Regions from separate parts of the Oryctolagus cuniculus genome. Here region 1 is linked to region 2. The links are chromatin contacts, called in public Micro-C maps. All regions are on one chromosome and are shown on one strand. The core of a region is the stretch at or near the end of the contact, and the rest is flanking DNA. Distances in the headings are between cores, read along the strand shown.

The links. A called contact is a pair of places that touch in the nucleus more often than the background predicts.
Region 1: a Micro-C map of ear pinna shows a contact between it and region 2, with 10 times the contacts expected there. The contact joins the promoter of RBM39 here to the enhancer-like site in region 2. A contact is called at or near these places in 3 of 6 Hi-C or Micro-C datasets (ear pinna, psoas muscle and an unstated tissue).

Annotation. Positions count from the first base shown.
Region 1 is chr11:22,470,667-22,474,960 of mOryCun1.1, reverse strand. RBM39 (RNA binding motif protein 39) reads right to left here and starts at 1,635. Exons shown (of 16, transcript NM_001171335.1): 1 at 1,585-1,635. The coding sequence starts at 1,635.
Region 2 is chr11:22,341,850-22,346,427 of mOryCun1.1, reverse strand. The region is part of intron 8 of PHF20 (PHD finger protein 20); the gene reads left to right. Among named protein-coding and RNA genes, the nearest start is that of SCAND1, 47 kb to the right of the region's middle. Within about 2 kb of position 1,302, at least 4 of the 8 cell types and tissues checked have an H3K27ac peak or open chromatin away from gene starts, as enhancers often do. A contact at or near this core is called in ear pinna, where this site is marked.

The DNA of each region.
Region 1 (4,294 bases), core at 386-2,885, 130 kb before region 2:
GTTTAATCACTTTGTTGCTTACAATTAAGCCATCAAGATACAAAAATGAAAAATTTTCCACATTAACATGTTAATTTTACTTATGGTTTAGATATTAAGCTATCCAGATTTACAATGTTGCAATGGTTAAATAAAATCTCTATAAAACATGAATGAAGTCCTGTTTTGAGCTTTAGTCCATGTTCTATGGTCCCTTTCGTCAGTACCATGGCTCTATTTCTGCCTAAGCCCCAAGTGGCCATGCTAGCAGCCAGCCACTATCGATTTCCTGTGACCGATGCCATTCCTGAGATCTTCGCCCATTTCCGTTGGAGGGTTGGGACTGTAAGAGCTTGATGCCACCTCTGTCACACATCTCGCCCTGAAGCAAACAGGGATTCACACTGCTTTAGTAATGTTGACTCCCAAGAACCCAAGAAAGTCAATTAATAATCCACCAGTCCAACCTAAACATTTCCTACTTCCATACCTGTTTACATGGAATTACATCCATGTTAAACTAAGACATAAGAATCTTAACATTAAAATAGAAAGTAGCTTGTCAAGAGTATATGCATTACGAAACTACATTATTTACAGCTATCAAGAATTCATCCAAATTGGTACCACATGGTCGTGCTATACACTCAAAAAACAAATGCATTATTTTTAAAAGGTTTAGTGCAATGTTTAAAGTTTGATCACATCAGCTATGAGTATAATTGCTAATTTACAAAGCTTACAGTTTGTGACACAAGTGATAATGCATGCATGCTGCTAGTTTCACCACCAACTGGTGAAAGAATGAAAAGACAGTTTACTTTATTGTGATACTGAAACGGGTCAAAGACTATCTTTATTAGCCAAAATAATTCCTTTGTAGTTTTTAGTGTGAAATACTATGGCAGGGCCTAATTGAAAATAAAACAATATGGAGAACAGTAAAACAGTCATCAAGTGACTCTAAGCTGTGATACTGCCTCTTGTTTTAAAAGAAATTTTTTTTCTATTCAGGGATCCAAGAATTTTAATAATTATTAACTGAGCAGCAGATCGCCACCTGCCTGTTTGAAGATTTACTGTCACCAGTCTTGTATGTTTTTAAATCTCACCCATTTCTTCTTATGAGACTTATTAAAAGATTTACTTGCCACAGACTGGTTATGCTTTATTATTCTTGGACCCCTGCTGTTTTCCCAAACCACTACATTCACCTTTTTGCTATACCAAACTGGAGCTGGTAATTCTTAGTTGAGTCATTTTACCTAGGGGACCACGGTACAGCGATAAGTCACTCAATTACTACCTTATGATTGACAGTTCACACTGGAATCAAAGGTGAATTCATGGGAGTAGAGGTGAGATATCGTTAGGCAAGTCTACAAAGAGAGATAGATGGGCATTTATTCATCACGCTGAAGTGAAACTACTGCACAATATTATTACATCAATAGCATATATTTACTTTTGTAAGTTACATGTAATGCATCTCTGATAAGATAAATCAAGAGGGCTCCGGGGAGGTTAGTTTACATTTCAGCAGTAGTTTCGTGAATAATGCTAAATTAAGAAATATAGAAACCTCACCGACATGTTTTTTCTCACCTTCTTGTACGGAGCCTCAAGCATTGCTTCAATATCAATATCGTCTGCCATTTTCTCTAAACACCTAGGAAAAAACAAAATTCTGTGAGTACACATTTTCTCGATTGTGTGTGTTTTAAACCAACGCACTGCGAAACTTCAGAAAAACCCTTCCAAAGCCCTACAACGAACGACGCACTTTAAAGGCTTGGATTGTGTAAGTGAATCTCAAGCGCCTCTTAAACGAAACACATGAAAATACAGACGCTAACGTCTTATTTCAAAAAGCCTACAATGAAGTCCAGAAACAAAACCTGCGAGGCTCCAGCGAGAGCGCCCTTTCCGCGCAAACCCCGCGCTGCCATTTTAGGGGCAAAGGGAAACTCCCTCTGCTGGGAGGGGTTGTGTGCCAAGGCAGCGTTCGCCTGGCGCCATGTTGGGAGGTCGCGGCCGACCCGGGCCTCGAAGGGACAGGTCGCCATCTGCCCGAGGCCTCTCTAGGGTCGTGACCACCCCCAAAATCCTGACTCTCCCCGAAAGGAAAAGGGCGCGGTGGCCAAAACGTAGGTTCCTCAAGACCTGTATCCCGACTCACACCCTCCCCCCCCCCCCCCGTCGCTAAAAAGAGTATCCCTCAGCCCAGCAGACAACCAAACCTCGAAAAAGCTCGGACTGCTGGCAAGTCCGCCACGCCTCCGTACCTGTGCGGGCTTTCGGGCGCCTGTGCTGCTCGTATTCGGGAAGGGGCTGCTGCTGCTTCTGATGCTGCCGCCGCCGCTGCTGCTACTTTAAGCCCCTAGGCCCAGGCCGCGGTACCGCCCAGCCCGAATATCGGGCTCCGAGGGCGGCTAGGCCCGAGCGAATCTAAAAGAAACAATGGGATTAGAGGAGCCCGCGAGGGAGAGCAGGACGGCGGCCTCGGCAGCTCAGGATCCACCCCTGCGACAGCGTCGGCAAGCTCCCTGAAATGGCGGCTGCTGCTTCCCCGTACTCACATTCACCAACACACATACACACACAAACACACGGGGCTTCACAGAGCCTTCAGCACGGGCTCTCGCGAGAAACAGCACTGAGTTCCAGCCCGGAGAGGCGTAAATATCGCGAGATCTAAGTATGGGCCCCAGTGACCATGGCCCAATCTCGCGCAATGATTGCGCCACAGACGTTCCCATCCCCCATTCGGAGGGGTGTTTGACTGCCCCCTCCTGCTAGGAGCGCACAGTCTCGCGAGACAGCGCAAGTCTCTGGCGCAAAGACCGTTGGTGCACTCTCTGTCAGTCTTGCCGAGGACTCAAAGCTGAGTGGCTGGCTGCGCTCGCCCCGTCCTCGTGGCGCCTCCTCGCAGCCCTCAGAAGATTTCCCCCGCAGAGCCAACCGCCCTCCCCCCCCCACCCCCGCCTCCCACCCAGATGGCTGTCAAGGTCGCCATAAAGCAACCTATTGCACAGGGCGATAGGATAAAACCATGATATTGACTGTATCCGCCGAGGGTGAAGACGGAGGGAAAGGCGTGTAAGAGAGAAGGGGGGAAGAGACCGTCCAGTAGTAGGGGACTAGCGGTGTAGAATAAAAAGGAGATTTCTCTGCCTTTTGGAACCAGTGAGCTAGGCGTCGCCCCGGATTTAGGCTTCGAAACACCCTTGGAAAGAGGAAAGCAGAGAGAACTTGAAAAAAAAAAATCAGATTCTGTTTACCTTGGTGGATCAGCTATTGGGCCGCGGAATTTAGTTTGGTCTTGTGTCAGGGTCTCTGCTGTTTCTTCAGAACTGACCCCTTCTCCCCAGGACCTGGCTCCTAGCCCCTGAAGCCTGGCAGTTAAAGCGTCAACTCGCCCCTTGTTCTTTAGTCACTACTGTGAAAAAAAAAAAAAACAGGACCGGGGTCACCGACTAAGGGCTTTTTCCTCACAGATAAAAATGAAAAGAATAAAATGGTAGTGCCATCAAAGCAAAAACCTTACATGAGCCTAACAATAAAGGTAAAAAGATTCTGAATTAGGCACCTTGGTTCATGAACGCTGCTGCAATGCAGTGTGACCTTGGACAGGAAAATTAACAGTTCAAAGTAGATCTTTCATTTCCTCCTATGGGGGGGGGGGGGGTTGTAATATAATTAGTAGCTGGGCTAAGCTTCTTGAGACTAACCAGGGCAGTCAGTAATGCTTACTAACTTCCCAGATCTTAGCAGGGGAAAACCTAGCCAAGTGGATGTTCAATAAATGATACAGTATTTGTAACATGCCTGGCCAGTATTTAGTTCTCAAGAAAGTTAACTGTAATTATTGCTAGACAAAGTTATTAAGAGAAAATGTATTGCACTGCATTGTAATGGGTTTTGGTGCTACTCTCTGATGTCAGCATCTCATATCAGATCACTGGTTCAAATCCCACCTTCTCCACTTCTAATCCAGCTGCCTGCTGATGCAATCAGGAAGGCAGCAGATGACAGTAAGTATGTAGCAGACAATCAAGAACACCAGTTAAAGAATGCAATTTCTAAAACAAAAGCACTTTTTATATTTAAAAGAAAATATCAAAAAGTAACACCTTTTTAAAAAACCGCATTTATTTGAAAGGTACAGTTACAGAGAAGGAGAGGCAGAGGCACATAGAGAGAGAGAGAGATCTTCCATCCACTGGTTCACTCCCCAAATGGCCTCAATGGCCAGGGCTGGGCCAGACTGAAGCCAGGAGCCAGGAACTTCAGCCCTTGTAGGTGCAGGAGCCCA
Region 2 (4,578 bases), core at 53-2,552:
GGGTAAAGTTGACTTTTAAATGAAATTTTATTTTTCAGCATAAAAATATTAAATACTAATTTTTAAAAAAGATTTATTTAGTTGAGAGAGTTACAGACAGAGAGAGGGAGAGACAGAGAGGTCTTCCATCTGCTAGTTCACTCTTCAAATGGGTGCAATGGCGGGAGCGAGGCCAATCCAAAGCCTGGAGCCAGGAACTTCTGGGTCTCCCACGTAGGTGCAGGGGCCCAAGCACTTGGGCCATCTTCTGCTTTCCCAGACTATCAGCAGGGAGCTGGATTGGAAGTGCAGCAGCCCATATTGGATACTGGTGCCGCAGGCTTAACCTATTAGCCACAGCGCTGGCCCCAGATACTAATTTTTGATGAGTTTTCACAGCTCCTTTTTGAATTAATGCAGATAGAAATTATTTTACACAGAATTTAAGAAATTATTTTATACAGAATCATTTTGTCTTTTTTGCTGTAACTTTCACAGCTAATGTATGCTAAGAAAAATTAAAACAAATTAAAAGTAAAAAATTCTCCTTTATCTCGCCTCCTTCTCTTTCTAGGACCTCTGTACAATTTGGTGTGTGGTTCCATCCTTCCAGATGTAACCTCTGCATATAAAACACACATACGCATGTACACATAAAACTTGCTAAAAACGCAAGAATCGAATTATATTTAGTGCCTTGGCATTTACGTATATGGTATTTTTCCACATCAGTTACTGTCGTCTTTACAATTATGTATAATTTTGTTTCATCATATGACTATTCCATATTTTATTTCCTGGACCCTGCTGACGTTATTTAATTATTTAGATTACTTCTGACATTTCATTATGGGGATACTAGAAAAAGTTAATGGAAAAGGGAATTAAAAATTGAGTTTATTTGGCACAAAAAATTTTGAAATCTATTTGTAGTTTCTTCATAATACTCATTTTCCTTGAATATTTTGAGGACCCTTCATAGTCTCAGAATTTTTGTGTATCAAAAATAAACTTTTAAAATTCTGTCTTTTACAAACTTTTTGAGGTACCCTTGTGTTCTCCCTGTTTTGTAGACAAAGGATCTAATACTTGTCAAGAAGGAGTGACTTAGGGTCCGCACTTCTTACTGATTGGTGATGCAGCCTGCAGCTCCTGTCTTCCCCTTAGGACCTAATTTCCTCTGGTCAGATGCTGGATGCTGCACAGATAAAGTGAAGAGGGCCCTTCCCTTTAGGGACGTTGCGCAGGGTGGGACGTAGAACTGCTCTGCTCCCAGGGCAGAGAGAGCGCCTTGATACGTGGCTGGGTTTGACGAGCAGTGTGTGGTACAAGTGGCGTTAGTGCTCCAGGATTAGCTGGTGCCTCTGGAATCCTGTAGTTGAGAAGGAAATATGTGGATCTGGGAACTTGATGGTGTTCCTGGGGTTTAGTGGTAAGTACAGGACAACCCAGAAAGATTGCCGGGGGAGAGGGAGCTGGTTGAAAACTCATTGACCAGGAATGTATTACGTAAGTAAGCAGGAAATAGGGCGGAATCAACATAGAAACATCCAGCGAGGCCTCTGGAGGCCTGGATGCTGCGTCAGTCACTGTTTAGTGTTTGCTGTCCTTAGCAGATGCCACAGCCTTGGTGTTTCTGAACTGTGATGGAGTCACTATCTGAGAAATTGACGAGAAGGAGGCTTGTAGGCCAGGAGGAGGCTGCTTGCTGCTCCACACCCAGCTCTGGTGTTTGGGGCAGTTCTGCCATCTTGTGGCATAAATGCTTAGTGATTTTTGTGGAGGCCAGGGCGGAGATGTGCCTTGAAGGGTTCACCAGCACTGTGTGTTAGCAGATTGCTCTCCTTCCACTTAGCCATTCTTTGGCTTTCAAGTATTTTTTCCTGCATGCATATATGTAGTATTTTTTTAAAAAGTATTTATTTATTTACCTGAAAGGCAGATTCAGGAAGAGGCAGAGAGAGAGAGAGCTTCCATCTGCTTGTTCACTCCCCAAATGACCACAACAGCCAAGGGCTGGCGAAGCTGAACTCAGAATCCCAGAACTCCATCCAAGTCTCCTACATGGGTTGCAGGCACCCAGGTTCTTGGGCCGCCATCTGCTGCTTTCCCGTGTGCATCAGTAGTGAGTTGGATGAGAAGCAGAACAGCCGTAACTTGCACTGACACTTCCATGTTGGATGCTGGGGTCGCAAGGTGGCATCTCGACCATCTGCCCACAACTTTGGCTCCTGTAATGTCTTTTCTTTAACCTATAGCCATAAACCTTAAAGTATTCTCACAAGCAATTTATTTATATGGTATATACTGGCAACTTCCTGTTGTCTCGAGATTATCCATATCAGTAAATACAGAGCTAGTTCATTCTTTGTAATGTCTGTTTAAACTTACGGAATGCAGACTTGCCGTGATTTAATTGCTCACCCACTTATGGACATTTTTACCTTTTTTTTTAATATTTATTTTATTTGAAAGTCAGAGTTATACAGAGACAGGAGAGGCAGAGAGAGAGAGAGAGAGAGAGAGGTCTTCCATCTGATGGTTTACTCCCCAATTGACTGCAACGGCCAGAACTGGGCCGATCTGGAACCAGGAGCCAGGAGCTTCTTTCGGGTCTCCCATGCAGGTGCAGGGGCCCAAGGACTTGGGCCATCTTCTACTGCTTTCCCAGGCCATAGCAGGGAGCTGGATCGGAAGTGGAGTAGCCAGGTCTTGAACCGGCGCCCATATGAGATGCTGGCATTTCAGGCCAGGGCATTAACACGCTGCGCCACAGTCCTAGCCCCCGGCTGTCGATTTTTGTATTTTTAATATCTGAATGACCTTTTTGTGAATAGGTTTTCCCCCATTATCTCCGGGAAACATGTACCAAGATCATTACTAGATGCCTGCAGCCACAGATAGTGCCAAAACCTGTGTTTACTGTTTTTTTTTCTATACATATACAACTATGATAGTTTGATTTCCAGATTAGTCACAGGAAGAGATGAATGATTACAACTTACTGTAGATCTGAGAAGCTTCAGCATGTGATTGTTTTCTTTCCATGTTAAGTTAGGAACCTTCACCTTTTCACTTAAAGCACTTCATAGCTTCTCTTTGACACATCTGAATTGCAGCCATCACTGCTCTTGGGCTTTGGGACCATTAGTGAATAAAATGAGGTTTCCTGGAACGCAAGCGCTTTGGTACTGTGACAGTTGATCTGGTAACTGCAGCAGCTACTGACTAAGGAGCAGGTAGTGTGGAGTGTGGATGGACCACACAGGGAACAGAGTCACCTCCCAGTGGGATGGGCAGGGTGCTGTGAAGTTCATGCTACTGAGGAGGGCATAAAACTGAAGACAATGAATTTTTTATTTCTGGGATTTTCCATTTAATATTTCCAGACTTCTGTAAAACCGTGGAAAATGAAACCACAGATAAGGAAGGGACCGCTGTGTTTCAGTCTGTTCATGTTTCCTGTTGATTGCTTTTTATTTCTTCAAAGTTGAGGAAATTATTCTTTCAGAGACCTGAAAAATATTTTATTTATTACAGTATTTGAAGTTAGTGTCAAAAAGATATTAAGAGGCCGGCGCCGCGGCTCACTAGGCTAATCCTCCGCCTGCGGCGCCGGCACACCGGGTTCTAGTCCCGGTCGGGGCGCCGGATTCTGTCCCGGTTGCCCCTCTTCCAGGCCAGCCCTCTGCTGTGGCCAGGGAGTGCAGTGGAGGATGGCCCAGGTGCTTGGGCCCTGCACCCCATGGGAGACCAGGAAAAGCACCTGGCTCCTGGCTCCTGCCATCGGATCAGCGCGGTGTGCCGGCCGCAGCGCGCCAGCCGCGGCGGCCATTGGAGGGTGAACCAACGGCAAAAGGAAGACCTTTCTCTCTGTCTCTCTCTCTCACTGTCCACTCTACCTGTCAAAAAAAAAAAAAAAAAAAAAAAAAAGATATTACGATACCTAGCTGCATAGTTTTAGTGCCCAGAAGAATAATCACTGTTTAGGGGTTTGGTGCTGAGAGAACACTGGACAGTGAGGAGTGGCTCTTACCTCTGACTAGAGAAGTGACAGATCAGAGCATCCACGAGCAGATGCTGAAGTGCTGCAGGCAGTCATTTGTGCCAGGAGTTGGTGGCTGTGGTCCTGAGATCCAGGGCCATGTGACGTCTCCCTGCATGTGGAGTGAGCGAATCTTCTTGGAAGTGAAGACTTGGCCAAGCCAGGGAGGAATGGCTCAGAGCACGCATAGAAGTCAACCTTGAGAGCATGGACCAGTGGCGCCAGCAGTTGGCTGGGGCAGGAGCTGAGGCCTCACTATGGATAGCAGGAGAGATGGGTTTAGAAAGCAAGATGGCTTAGATTGACATGGGCGTTAAGTGAGGACAGACTGCCGACCAGATTGGATATCCCCATCCTAGTCATCATTGTGAGGTTTTTGAGGTGCTGGCAGTAGGTATACCAACATATTAAATGGTTTACTTACTTCTACACCAAGTTTTAAAAAAAACTAGTTTAGAAATAATTTAAAGCTGCCTGTTATAATATTAAAATAATGTGTTTATTATTAAAGGAAAAGCATTGTTCAAGTGTATAGAAAATATGAGGGCTGCTGA